2 separate regions of the Sus scrofa genome follow, and region 1 is linked to region 2. The links are chromatin contacts, called in public Hi-C maps. All regions are on one chromosome and are shown on one strand. The core of a region is the stretch at or near the end of the contact, and the rest is flanking DNA. Distances in the headings are between cores, read along the strand shown. Region 1 has its middle 240 kb from the start of USP24. Region 2 overlaps LOC102158888 (a long non-coding RNA gene).

What was found. Hi-C and Micro-C count contacts between places; a contact is called where the count stands out from the background.
Region 1: a contact with region 2 is called in a Hi-C map of embryonic fibroblasts, with 1.8 times the contacts expected there. The contact joins two enhancer-like sites. A contact is called at or near these places in 5 of 47 Hi-C or Micro-C datasets (embryonic fibroblasts and liver) and 1 of 2 datasets of contacts at active chromatin or transcription factors (skeletal muscle).

The regions. Positions count from the first base shown.
Region 1 is chr6:156,982,189-156,988,500 of Sscrofa11.1, reverse strand. No RefSeq gene overlaps it. Among named protein-coding and RNA genes, the nearest start is that of USP24, 240 kb to the left of the region's middle. Within about 2 kb of position 4,315, at least 16 of the 83 cell types and tissues checked have an H3K27ac peak or open chromatin away from gene starts, as enhancers often do. A contact at or near this core is called in embryonic fibroblasts, where this site is marked.
Region 2 is chr6:156,742,801-156,748,771 of Sscrofa11.1, reverse strand. All of the region lies in intron 3 of LOC102158888 (a long non-coding RNA gene), which reads left to right. All of the region lies in intron 2 of LOC102159014 (a long non-coding RNA gene), which reads right to left. Among named protein-coding and RNA genes, the nearest start is that of USP24, 470 kb to the left of the region's middle. Within about 2 kb of position 3,416, at least 8 of the 83 cell types and tissues checked have an H3K27ac peak or open chromatin away from gene starts, as enhancers often do. A contact at or near this core is called in embryonic fibroblasts, where this site is marked.

The sequences.
Region 1 (6,312 bases), core at 3,066-5,565, 240 kb before region 2:
GCTTCCTTATTCCACTGCTAAATTCATAGTCCCTTTGTCTCATTTAGTACCTTACTTGGTTAAGGATCTTTACCTGACTGTGTGGCCCCAACCTTCCTTTCTAGAAGGTCTAAACCTAGAGTGGATCTGGATGTATTGGCTTGCTACGGTCTTCCATTAACTTTCACCACTGGTCATGTTCGTTTATGATGTAGGAGCACCAACCAGCCAGATGGTGGTCTTTATTTCTGGTTCAATAAGACACTGCTGCATTTCCTGGTAGAAACTTTCCTTGGCCCCTAAAGCAGCAGAGCCCCAAATTTGTAGGAATGGGACTAAAACTTTTGTGAATGGTTAACATTGAAAGCAGATCCTCCCACTTCTTGGTTCTCACACCCATGTATTCTGGCCATGAGAAAATGGCATCAGATATGAAGTGGAAATTCAGAATAAGACCCCAACCCTTCAAGTGTGGTCCAGCAGCATGCACCATAACTGAGTTTGATAGGCCATTCCACCATCTATCTATGAGACTATCTGCCTTTGTGATTCAGTTCATATAAAACTCAATGATCAAGAGCCCATTGTTCTTCTTTTTTGTGAGATGAGTTCTTTGGTCAGAAGCAATGTTGTGCTGGATTCCATAATGGAGAATAAAGCATTCTTATGCCTCTAGATGGGGGTGTGTCTGAAACATTGTGAGCAGGGAAGGCAAATCCATATATATCTCAGTATCTGTTCTGGTAAGGATGAATCACTGCCCCCTACATGATCAGATCAGGAGGCTAAATGCTGTCCCTGGACATAATGCCACATGTGAGGCTCAGCAATGGTCTCTGCTGTGGAAGGGCTGGTCGCTTGCATCAGTTTGATATCATAGGCTTCTTTGATCAAAGTTGACTTGGCTACAGGACTGCAAACCTCCATCCTTGCAACCGTGACCACCTTGTTCCTGAGCCGACTGAGCAAGCATCAGGGTGGCTGGAAGAAACTACCTGTCCACAGAATAGGGTACCTTGACCTTCTGATTATTGAGTGTTCCTTTGCAGTGGATAATGTACTTTTTGTGAACTGCTACACAGATACAAATAGCCTCCTGTTCTGTTCCCAGTCCGAGAGGTCCACCCCTGGACCACCTTGATACCATCTTCTAATCTTTTCCTTTCCAAGACCCTGCCCACCTGGCCATCTTGAGCTCCCTCAGCCTCCAGAGCAAGCTATTACCTTGGTGTAATTTCTGCAACTTAGTGGGAGGGGGATCTACTTTGGCTATTCAGATGCTTCGTAGTTTACAATCTAATTAATAGAACCCAGAGGTAAAGAACAGGAAGGATTGATTATTATCCTTTTCCCTACCCTATGAGGTTCCCATCCTAGCCCTTGGGTTTTCAAAAAGGGCAGAAGGCCAAGCACATGGAAAGCTCCAGATGGCCCAGCAGGAGAGGTGAGTCATTTACTTCTTGAGGAATTAGGTTCTGTAATGACCCATTAATCTGGCTTCATTAGGAAATGAGTTGTGTCACTTAACTAAATTTTCCAATAACCGAACCTTACCCTTTCATGTGCCAACTTTTGGTTTAATCATTTTGGATGGAAGTCTTTCTAAAACCAATTTCATGCTTCTCTGCCTATTTCAGTGGATGATCTTACCCATATTCTAACCTTTCCTTGAGGACATGAGGATGATTAATTTACCAGGTTACAGTTCAGGAAAAATAAGGGGCTATTTGCCCTAATGATGGGTTCTCTGTCTTTGGTAGAATTTTGAGTAATATTTTATTCATTTTTAGCCTTATTTTCTCATGCTCTTGGGGGACTATGTCACAAGCTAACTGAGAAAGGGTTCTGAAGTCAGATCTGAGTTTGGATTCTAGCTCTGCCCTTTAGGGTCTCTGGGCTCCAGGGTCCTCATATGCAATACAGGTGTAAGTGCCTTGGCTCTGATCTAAAAATTTGTACTCCTCAGTATCATTGTGAGGGTCAAGTACATAGCAGAAGGGAAGGCTCGATGCTGTGAAGGCCCCCACCATATTGTAGTGGCTTAATAATAAACGTATTTCTTCCCAGTGAGTGGGTTTACTTCTTGCTCTGCAGTTTTCTTACCATCCCAACTTACTGTGTCTAGTCTGCAGAGGCTCACCTGAGATTAAAGGAAAAAGTTGCCACTGTCTTATTCATTCTATCCCCAGCTGCCTGGTGCCCAGCACCAAGTTGGGTACTAGCAAGGGGTCAGGACATATCTTTCTCTTCAGCTCAAAGAAGCGTGACAGCTTTTCAGGGGAAGTGAAGTTTCTCTTTGTGTAAACTCTACAACCAGTTTGGCATGAGGTGGCATGGATGTGTAGCAGTTCTGTAGGTGTTGGCTTTTTAAGCCTTTGGAATGCAATAGTCAAGCTCTACCTCCAATGGCCTCCCCAAAAAATCATGGACTTGGAAAATAGACTTGTGGTTGCCAAGGGGGAGGGAGAGGGAGTGGGGTGGTCAGGGAACTCAGGGTTAATGGATACAAACTATTGCCTTTGGAATGGATTAGCAATGAGATCCTGCTGGTAGCCCTGGGAACTATGTGTAGTCACTTATGATGGAGCATGATAATGTGAGAAAAAAGAATGTGTACATGTATGTGTAACTGCGTCACCATGCTGTACAGTAAGAAAAAACTGTATTGGGGAAATAACTGTTAAAAAATAATAATAAAAATATTTTCTCAAAAATAAAAGTAAAATAAAAAAAGAAATGCAAATGCATTTCTCGACACTTAGAGAAAAAGAAGAAATAATTCTCTTACTGAATTATTCACAAGCTTTCAGAGCCATAAATGAAAACCATGGAAGCTTCCCATTCTACATTCTCCTCCCACCACACACAAACACCCCCCCCCCCATATATACACATACACTTCCTTTCGCTCAGAACCCCTCTGCCCTTCATGCAGTTGGTAAAGAATGAACAGCCAGTGGGAAATTAGAAGTGAGAGGGTACCAGTTACATGTCTTTTACATTCTAAGTTCCTGGAGCCAAGACCAAAGCCACATATTGACAAGGGTAGGGCATGCCTCTGACAGAAGCCTCCTGCAAGGGTTCTAGAATGCTGATTCATCTTCTTGTGCAATGAAGACCTCTCCATAGAGAAAGGAAGGGAAGGGAAGCCAAGGAGAGCGCTTGCTTAGAAGCACTTACTATATATCAAGCTGTAGATATGCTGTTTCATTTAATGTGGACAGTAATCCCGTGGGGTAGATATTATCATCTGCTGCTTGCAGACGAGGTGAATAGTTCGAGAGGTTGAATGGTTTTTCCAAGTTATGACAGCTGATATATGAAGAATTTTATTTGGCAGGTGCTGGAATATAGGTATAGGCATCTACCTTGAGACACCCTCTTCTGAGATCCCATCCCAGGGCTAGAAAAAGGAAAGAAATGTGGAAACTCTGATGTAAGCTATTTTTCTCTTTTTAGCATTTCTGATGCAATTTCAAGCTTGGTTTCCCAGAGTACAGGGGTGATGGTTATCATTTTTTCACATGTAGAGCACTTTACAAATTGACAGATATTTTACCCTCCCTCCTGCTTTTCCCTTTCTCTTCCTTTCTTTGACAGCAGCTCCACGCTCTATCCCATGAGCTCTCTGGCTCTGGTTTCATCTTTAAAATGGGCATAATGACTTGTGCGCTACCCATGAAGGCTTTTAGGAGATCAAGGAAGACACCAGCTCTGCTCCCTCTATTACTTGATCTTTTGGCATTCGCAGCTTAGCAAAATTATACATAAACAACTATTTGTGGAATCATGGGTTTATCACCTCTCTCTCCTGCAGAGAGTTCATAGGTCTGGTTTAGCACGCTCTCTCCAGCATTTATATTCTCGAGATCTTAGCTGCAGAACTAGAACTTAAATCTGAGTGTAAGGATTGCAGCTAGGAGGTGGGTGGAAAAGGGAAATGACACATTTAAAATGATAAAAAAATATGAGAAGTAGACATTGTTTGAATTCAGCTGTATGCTAATGAATATCTGTGAACCCAGCTCACAAAGCCAGTGCCAGGGCAGGTTGCCCACACCTGCTCTAGTGGGTGGGGGTTGGGAAGATGTCATGCTGACTCAACAGTCCCTGGTTTGGCCGGGAGTACAGAGAAGTGCAAAGACCATGGCACATGGAGCCTGAAAGTCACATGAATCATTCCCTCAAGTTTTGTTTCATTGGCAGATTTCACTGGAATGCTTTCTGTTTTTTTCTATGTGACTAGCAGCATTGAGAAATCTTGGTTTGAAGGAAATCACTGGTGGTCAGTGGGCTCTCTGCCTGGCTATTCCCATCCAAGGAATAGCATGGTTAAGGCTAATCAGACAGCGATGGCCACAGCTCTCCATGGCCCACTGGACGATTCTGAGGAGGCTAGGTTGATGGTCCAGCTAAATTTTGCCAAGGAATCTAGCAAATTCTCTTATGATGACTTGGAACACTGTTCGTGGAATGCTCTTGATCTGGTAATTCAGCTTCTTAGCTCCTGTAGGAAATGTGACCAGTTTGGTGTGATTCCCTTTGATCAATCACCTTCTTTTTTATGCCACAGATAGTGGTATGAGAATCTAATCTGTAATTATTCATAGGATTGTTTTCAGATAATTTCATCACTAACATATACTAAGCATCTGGTGAGAGCCAGGCACTCGGTTGCTCCCATTATCTAATTTAATGCTTCCAGGGATCCTCCCTGGTAAACACTGTCCTTGCTCCCATTTTGAAGATGAGAAAATTGAGGCTTAGAAAGGTTTTGAGGGATGTCAAGGTCACATGGCTTTCTAGTATTTGACATTTTTGTGGAAGATCCAGGGATGAAAGCTGTCATCCTGGAAGAGTGAGGGAAAGGAAACTATGTATCTTAGCAACCATGTGCCAGGCACCTGCTGAGTGCTTGACAAATTTCATGGCATCTAAAGTTCACAGCACGCCTGGGAAGGGGTGCTGTTAGCATTTCCATTTTAGAGAGGGCTCAAGGTCAAGGAGCTAGTGAGCGGAGGCAAGTTTGGAGCTCTGGTTTTATGCCACAAAGCCTGTTCTTCTAGTCACCACATAGAGCTGCCCCATAGCAAGTGTGCAGGAGAAGCTGGAGCATCCGACCAAGGACCAGGGATGCTGGTGAGCCTGGGAACTGCAGGATGCAGGTGGGTGTGGCTGCCCCAAACCCTGGGTGTCATGACCAGTCAGTGTCTGCAAGCTTCCTCCTATTGTCTGCCTGCTGTTCCAGAGCTTTCAATTTTGTGTTCCTTCTTAGCTAAAAATAAGGTTTTGTTTGCATGCAGGGCAAAGGCCCTGGGACCCTCCTGAGAAAATCCGCAGAGGAAACAGGACACGGATCGGACTGCGAAGGCAGGGACGTCACTCCTCAGCTCTGAGAGGCTGGAAGCACGGAGCGGGAAGTGGCACTTCCCCTGTGTTTTTATGTTTAGCCGGGGTTTAATTAATAACCGGCAAACAAGTCTATAATTAACTCGATTTCCCTTTGGCCAGCCGAGGGAATAATAATAAGGCTCCTTTTTAAAGTCCACGGCATTGCTGGAAGGATGGGAGGGAAATCAGGCTTCCAGCACTGCCTGCCCAATAATGAGAGCCCTGCCTCGCATTCCTGGCTCCCTTCCTCCCTCCCCCCCGCACATTGTATTATCTGTACCAGATGTTGCATTAAAAGAAAAATTACTATACTTCAGGGCTCAAATTATATGTGCCTGATTTATTGCCTTGCCTCAGTTTTAAATGCTACCTTGCAGAACGCTGATAAATGATAGCTTATTATTTTGCAGGGTGCTGAGGTTGATGAAGATATCAAGGGCAGGAAGGGGTTAACTCTTTCCAGGCTGGAACCTTTTGGCTGGCCATTTGGCCCACCTTCTGAACGTTGCACATCTCCCCATACCCACCCCACCAAACCTATACTGTCTGGGCTGTTTTTATTTCTCATCTCTAAAGTGACACGCTCAAGGCTCTGTCTTGGCTCCCGAGATACTGAGGCATCTTGTGCATCAAAGATGAAGTACCCCTTTTAAGCATGACATTCAAAACTTGTCTCTGACTTCCTTTTCCAGCCCCCTATTAGTCTTCTTCCCACATGCTCTGCCCCCAGAGTCCTGAATGATCTGGCCTGTGCCTGCCTCGCCAGCTTCATTTCTTGCCCCTCTGTCCCACTGGCCTTCTTCCAGGTCCTTGAACGTCCAGACTCCTTCACGCAGCAGGAACTTTGCATGTGCCTCCCCCTCTGTCTGGAGCTCTTGCCCATCCATCCTTCATTTGGGCAGCCCATCTATCTTGTCTCTTGTCTCAGCATGAATGTCACTT
Region 2 (5,971 bases), core at 2,167-4,666:
CCAGACCGAGTTTCTCAGGCACAGAACCACGACCAAGGGCAGAAGTTCAAAAAAAGTGCTAGGGGGTCCACATTTCTCAAATTTAGGAATACTAGCATGAGGGAAGCCTGGTGGCATGTTAGTGCTGTATATAAACACTATAGGATAAAGTTAGATCATTTGCATGGAGTATCAAATTTACTAGAGAAATGTAAGTAATCTTTGTTTTTAACAAGTATAGTTGATTTACAATATTGCGTTAGTTTCAGGTATATAGCAAAATGATCAGTTTTATATATACATATGTATGAATAAATAAATATATGTATTATCTTTTTTATTCCATTAGTTTATTACAAGACATTGAATGTATTTTCTTGTGCTGTACAGTAGGTCCTTGTTTATTTTGTATATGGTAGTATACATCTGTTAATTCCATATTCTCAATTCAACCCTCCCCCTTCTTCCCTTTTGATAACCACAAGTTTGCTTTCTGCGTCTGTTAGTCTGTTTAGTAAATAAGTTTATTTGTAATATTTTTTAGATTCCATATATAAGTGATAGCATGTGATATTTAGCTTTCTCTGATTTACTTCGCTTAGTATGATAATCTCTAGGTCCATCCATGTTACTGCAAATGGCATGATTTCATTCTTTTTTATGGCTGAGTAATATTCCATTGTGTGTGTGTGTGTGTGTGTGTGTATCTCACATCTTATTTATCCATTCAAATGTTGATGGATACTTACATTGCTTCTATGTTTTGGATGTTGCAAATTGCGCTGCTATGGACATTGAGATACATGTATATTTTTGAGTTAGAGTTTTCTCTGTATATAATTTTATTTTTAGTTTTTTAAGTAAGCTCTGTACTGTTCTACATAGTGGCTGCATCAATTTACATTCCCATCACCAGTAGGAAGGTTCCCTTTTCTTTATACCCTCTCTATTGATTATTTGTAGACTTTTTGATGATGACCATTCTGACTGGTTTGAGATGATACCTGATTGTGGTTTTGATTTGCATGTTTCTAATAATTAGTGATATTGAGCATATTTTCATGTGCCTGTTGGCCATCTGAATGTCTTTGGAGAAATGTCTATCTAAGTCTTCTGCCCATTTTTTGATTGGGTTTTTTTTTTTTTTTTATTGAGTCATATGAGCTGTTTGTATGTTTCAGAAATTAACCCCTTTTTGGTTGCATCATTTGCAAACATTTCTTCCTATTCAGTAGGTTGTATTTTCATTTTGTTTACAATTTACTTTGCTGTGCAAAAAGCTTATAAGTTTGATTAGGTCCCATTTGTTTATTTTTGCTTTTATTTCTATTGCCTTGGGAGACTGACCTAAGGAAACATTGCTACAATTTATGTCAGAGAATGTTTTGCCTATGTTCTCTTCTAGGAGTTTTATGGTGCCATATATTATATTTAAGTCTTTAAGCTATTTGAAGTTTATTTTTTTGTATGGTGTGTGGGAGTCTTCTAACTTCATGGATTTACATGCAGCTGTCCAGCTTTCCCACATCACTTGCTGGAAAGATTGAATTTTCTCTGTTATGTATTCTTGCCTCTTTTATTGAAGATTAATTGCCTGAAGTGTGTAGGTTTATTTTTGGGATCTCTATAATCTGTTCCATTGATCTATATGTCTGTTTTTGTGCCAATACCATGCTATTCTGATTATTGTAGCCTTGTAGTATTGTCTGGAGTCTGGAAGGGTTATACCTCCAATTTTGTTCTTTTTCTTCAAGGTTGCTTTGGCAGTTCTGGGTCTTTTATGGTTCCATTTAAATTTTAGGATTATGTTGTTCTTGTTCTATGAAAAATGTCATGGGTAATTTGATAGGGCTTTCATTAAATCTTTAGATTGCTTTGGGAAATATGGCCATTTTAATTATTCCAATCCGAGAGCATGGGATATCTTTCCATTTCCTTGGGTCCTCTTTAATTTCCTTTATTGATGTTTTATAGTTTTCAGCACATACGTCTTATAAGTAACATAACTTTTAAGTTATATTAAAACATCTAGAAATATGGGCTAGAAAGTTAAGTTTGCATAATTCTTAGAAAAACTATTAGTCCTCAAAGACTCTTGGATATGTGGCTTTGGGCTCAGTCTCTAGGATCCTTGGGGGACCTCATCATTTTCATCTGTTCTTGGGAGTTCTTGAGTATAATGTTTGAGAACCGCTGTCTGATACTCAGAAGCATTAGAGAAGACAGTAGGGTGCGAACAAGGCCTTGGAGAGTAAACAGGAGTTCTGCAGCAACAGTTGTGGGGCACAAGCCTCTGAGGAGAGTAGCATGATCGGAGTGGAACTATTTTTTGAATATGATGGTGGCAGCCTATAGCAAAGAATAGAAAGTGAAAGGGATTAGAGGTGAGGAACCAGTTCAGAGACTTCTGTAGCCATCTAGGAGGGAGGCAAAGATGTCAACTGATGGTAGGATGCTCTTCAAGAGACCATAGCAGCAGGCTGTGTAGAGGAGTTAATGCAGCAGGGGTGGGGACCATGGGCATTTGAGCCACTTCTTCATGTAACTCCCTTGTGCTTTCAGGGCCTGTGTGAGCCCAGTCATGTGTATATCACTTATATTTGATGATGGAGTGTGGCTGTGCGTACCCAACTTTATGGCTTGGTGGGTCAGACAACATTCAGTTCATGATAGACAGCCTAGGTTGCATGGTAGCCTCGTGGCCCTTGGTTAAACATTAAGCCTCAACTAAGGCCATAATGAGCCATAGAAATGCTACAGGGATGGAGAGAAGGCAAAACACTGTGAGAACAATCTGAAGGGAGACAAATGACATACCAAGGTAGAAGGAAGCCAATATGCCTTTGGTCTGAGACAGATGATACTATAAGGGATGGGAGGAAAATATCAGGTATATAATCTTGGGGAGGTCACAGGACGTGATTTGTAGTTTCCTTTTTCATACTTAAAATACGCTGACAGTGGAATGGGTATTAAGGATAGTATATTAAGAGTTCAGAGAAGGGAACAAGAGCTATGGGGGGATATGAGGGAGAGGTGGCGATCAGAGAAGCTTGTAAAGGAGATGGCACCTGGCCTGCACCTCACCAACTTGGTAGGAGTTCATGGGCATGATAAACATTCCAGACAGGGAAAGGCATTGAGCCTGAAGTTCTTAAAGTAACTCAGCTTGGCTCCTGACTTTGATTCATGGGGGAGGAATTCACACAAGGCCATTGGCCAAGTGGAAGAGCTCAAAGGTCAAGGACTGTACATTTTTTTTTGTAGCATTTATCATTTTTTGAGCTTAAATGAAGCCGAACCTTGCAGGGAAATGAACACATGTTACACATCTCCAAAGCCAGGAGGCTTCATATCCAGGAAACTGTGCTGGTCGGATAGTAATACAAATGACTAATGCACCCTCCTAGGTCTCATGTGGTTTGAGACCCAGGAATCTGGGCCAAGCAGGAGACAAACAGGCGGTGGCTTCAAGTGAGGGTGATTAAGCAAGAAGCAGCCCAGTGAAGAAGAGAATGCTGTTCTGGGAATTAGGAGAGGGGTTCTTACTCCAGTGGCCCTGAATAAGCCAGGTTCCTTCTCTGGCTTAAGTTTTCCTCATTAATGTCTTGATATAATAGCCTAGAGGGCCATGGATTACCAGCAAGTGTATGCCCTATTATCCAAGACTGTATCCTATGATAGATCCTAAAATCCAACCACATCCAGGATAGGACTTAGAAACAAGTCATTTTGCATTTATTCCTACTAATCGTTTAAGGTCTAGTTAGCTGTCTTCTTCACTGGGGGGCTCTAATTCCCCCAGACAGAGTTGGTCCCTGCTCCCACAGAACTTGAATACACAATTATCACAATTGGGACCTTTGAAGGAAACATCAAAAGGGCCATCACCTCTCTTTTCTCTCTGGGCATTTAAATACAGGTAGATCTTTGAATTAAGCTTTTCAGATCTGGATTCTCAGCCTCTAAGCTAGGGCTGCCTGGCAAAAGATGAAACAGTGACTCCTCGGAGATATGAAATTGCTCCTAATAAAAGTGCAGAGACTTATCTGTTACTTGGTCTGTGTGAGTGGGTAACCTCTTCGTCGGCTTGAGAGTCAATGTATGTTTCTCACAAGGCTCGAACTGCTAGATATTCCAGAAAACCACCTCCTGATTTAACTTTTCTCCCTAAGCCTTTTACAGGTGCAATATTAGAAAGAGAAGAGGGCACCGTGTGAGACAGACTCAAGGTCCACCACCTGCTTGCTGTGTTTTCTTAGAAAATCCACTTTACCTCTTTAAGCTTTTATGTCTTCATCTACAAAATCCAATAAAAATATTGACTCCAAAGGGTTATTATGAAGATTAGGTGGAGCACTATATATAAAAGTAGCAGAGTTGAAGGTTTTAGAAAATGCAAGTTGAATCCCTGCTGTGTGCCAGTCTGACACCTACACACACTTGGGCTTCCTGGCAGGTTATTTGGAAAGCCAGGGAAAGTGGAGTTTTTCTCCCAGGCAGAGGAACCGGAGGTGAATTACTTCCTTCTTAATCAGACTATAGCAGAAGAGGCTGCAGATGGATGGGTAAGGCTGCCTGACAGCTGGCCTTGGCTGTGTTCATCCTGGTGCCAAAAAGTCTCATCCACAGAGCAGGGCTTCACCCCTGGGAAACCCTGGGAGCAGCCTCCCCCAGCTATGCTTGGAGAACGTGACTTCGCTCTGCTGAGACAAGCACTGCGTGCGACCTACCACTCAGCCACGTCCCTTCCTCCAGATGCTGACAGGGGTTCTGCCCAGAGCCCTGCACTCCATACATTGTGATTCAGGTGACACTCACAGAACACCTACTCAGCACCAGGCTGTGTGATCTGTGTTTGCTCACTGAAGCTTCACCAGCCCAAGAAGCAGTGACCTTGTTCTAGTTTACACACAGGGAAACTGGAATCAGAAAATCTGGGATACCAGAATTCTTTTATTTCTCTGAGCTTTAAAAACTGAATTCTTCTCCTCTATGATATCATGGAACAGAGATAAATCCATACTTCCTCTTCAGAAGTGGACATTGATAATTAAAACACAATAATAACTATCACAAGAATAGTTATAACATTCATCAAACTATTGCTAGGCATTATGTCAAGCAGTGACCCTTAACAGGGAGTGATTTTTGACCCCCGGGGGACATTTGGCAATGTCCAGGGACATATTTGGGGTGCTATAGCATCAAGCAGGTGGAGGCTAGGGATGCTGCTGAACATCCTAAAATAAACAGGAAAGCCCCTTCAACAAGGAATTATCTGGTTCAAAATGCTAATAGTGTGGATGTTGAGAGACCCTAATGTAAATCATTTAAATGAATTATGTCTTTTAATCTTCATTAAAACCCAACAAGGTAAATACAATTTTGTCCCTTTAAGACATGAGGAATCTGAAGCACAGATTGATTAGGTAACTTCTCCCAGGATGTCCCTAGGAAGCAGTAATGCTAGGAATTTGAATCCAGAAACCCGAGTCTAGGAATTCTAAGCAGAGCAGTGTCATTAGCTTTTAGGGTTTTGTGTTGTCTCTGTCAGGTCAGGCTTATATAACAGAATACCAAAGACTTGGTGGCTTATAAAATATAGAAATTTATTTCTCATGGTCTGGAAACTGAGAAGTCCAAGTTCAAGATGCCAGCTGATTTGGTGTTTGGTCAGTGCCTGCTTTCTGGCCCATAGATAGCCTTCTTTTCACTCTATCTTCCCATGACACAAGGGGTGAGGGAACTCTCTGGGGTCTCTTTTATCATGGCAAAAATCGCATTCATGAGGGGTTCACTATTATGGCATAAGCACTTCCCCAAGACCCTTACCTCCAAATACTGTCACATTGAGGTTAAGATTTAACATATGCATTTTGATTCTACAGTACTCATAGCACCTAACAGAGTGTCTGGTGCTTATGAGGAGATGGTCTGAGAGTTGCTGTGTCCACAGTTGAACTGGTATGGACTAAGTAATTGTTTCAGA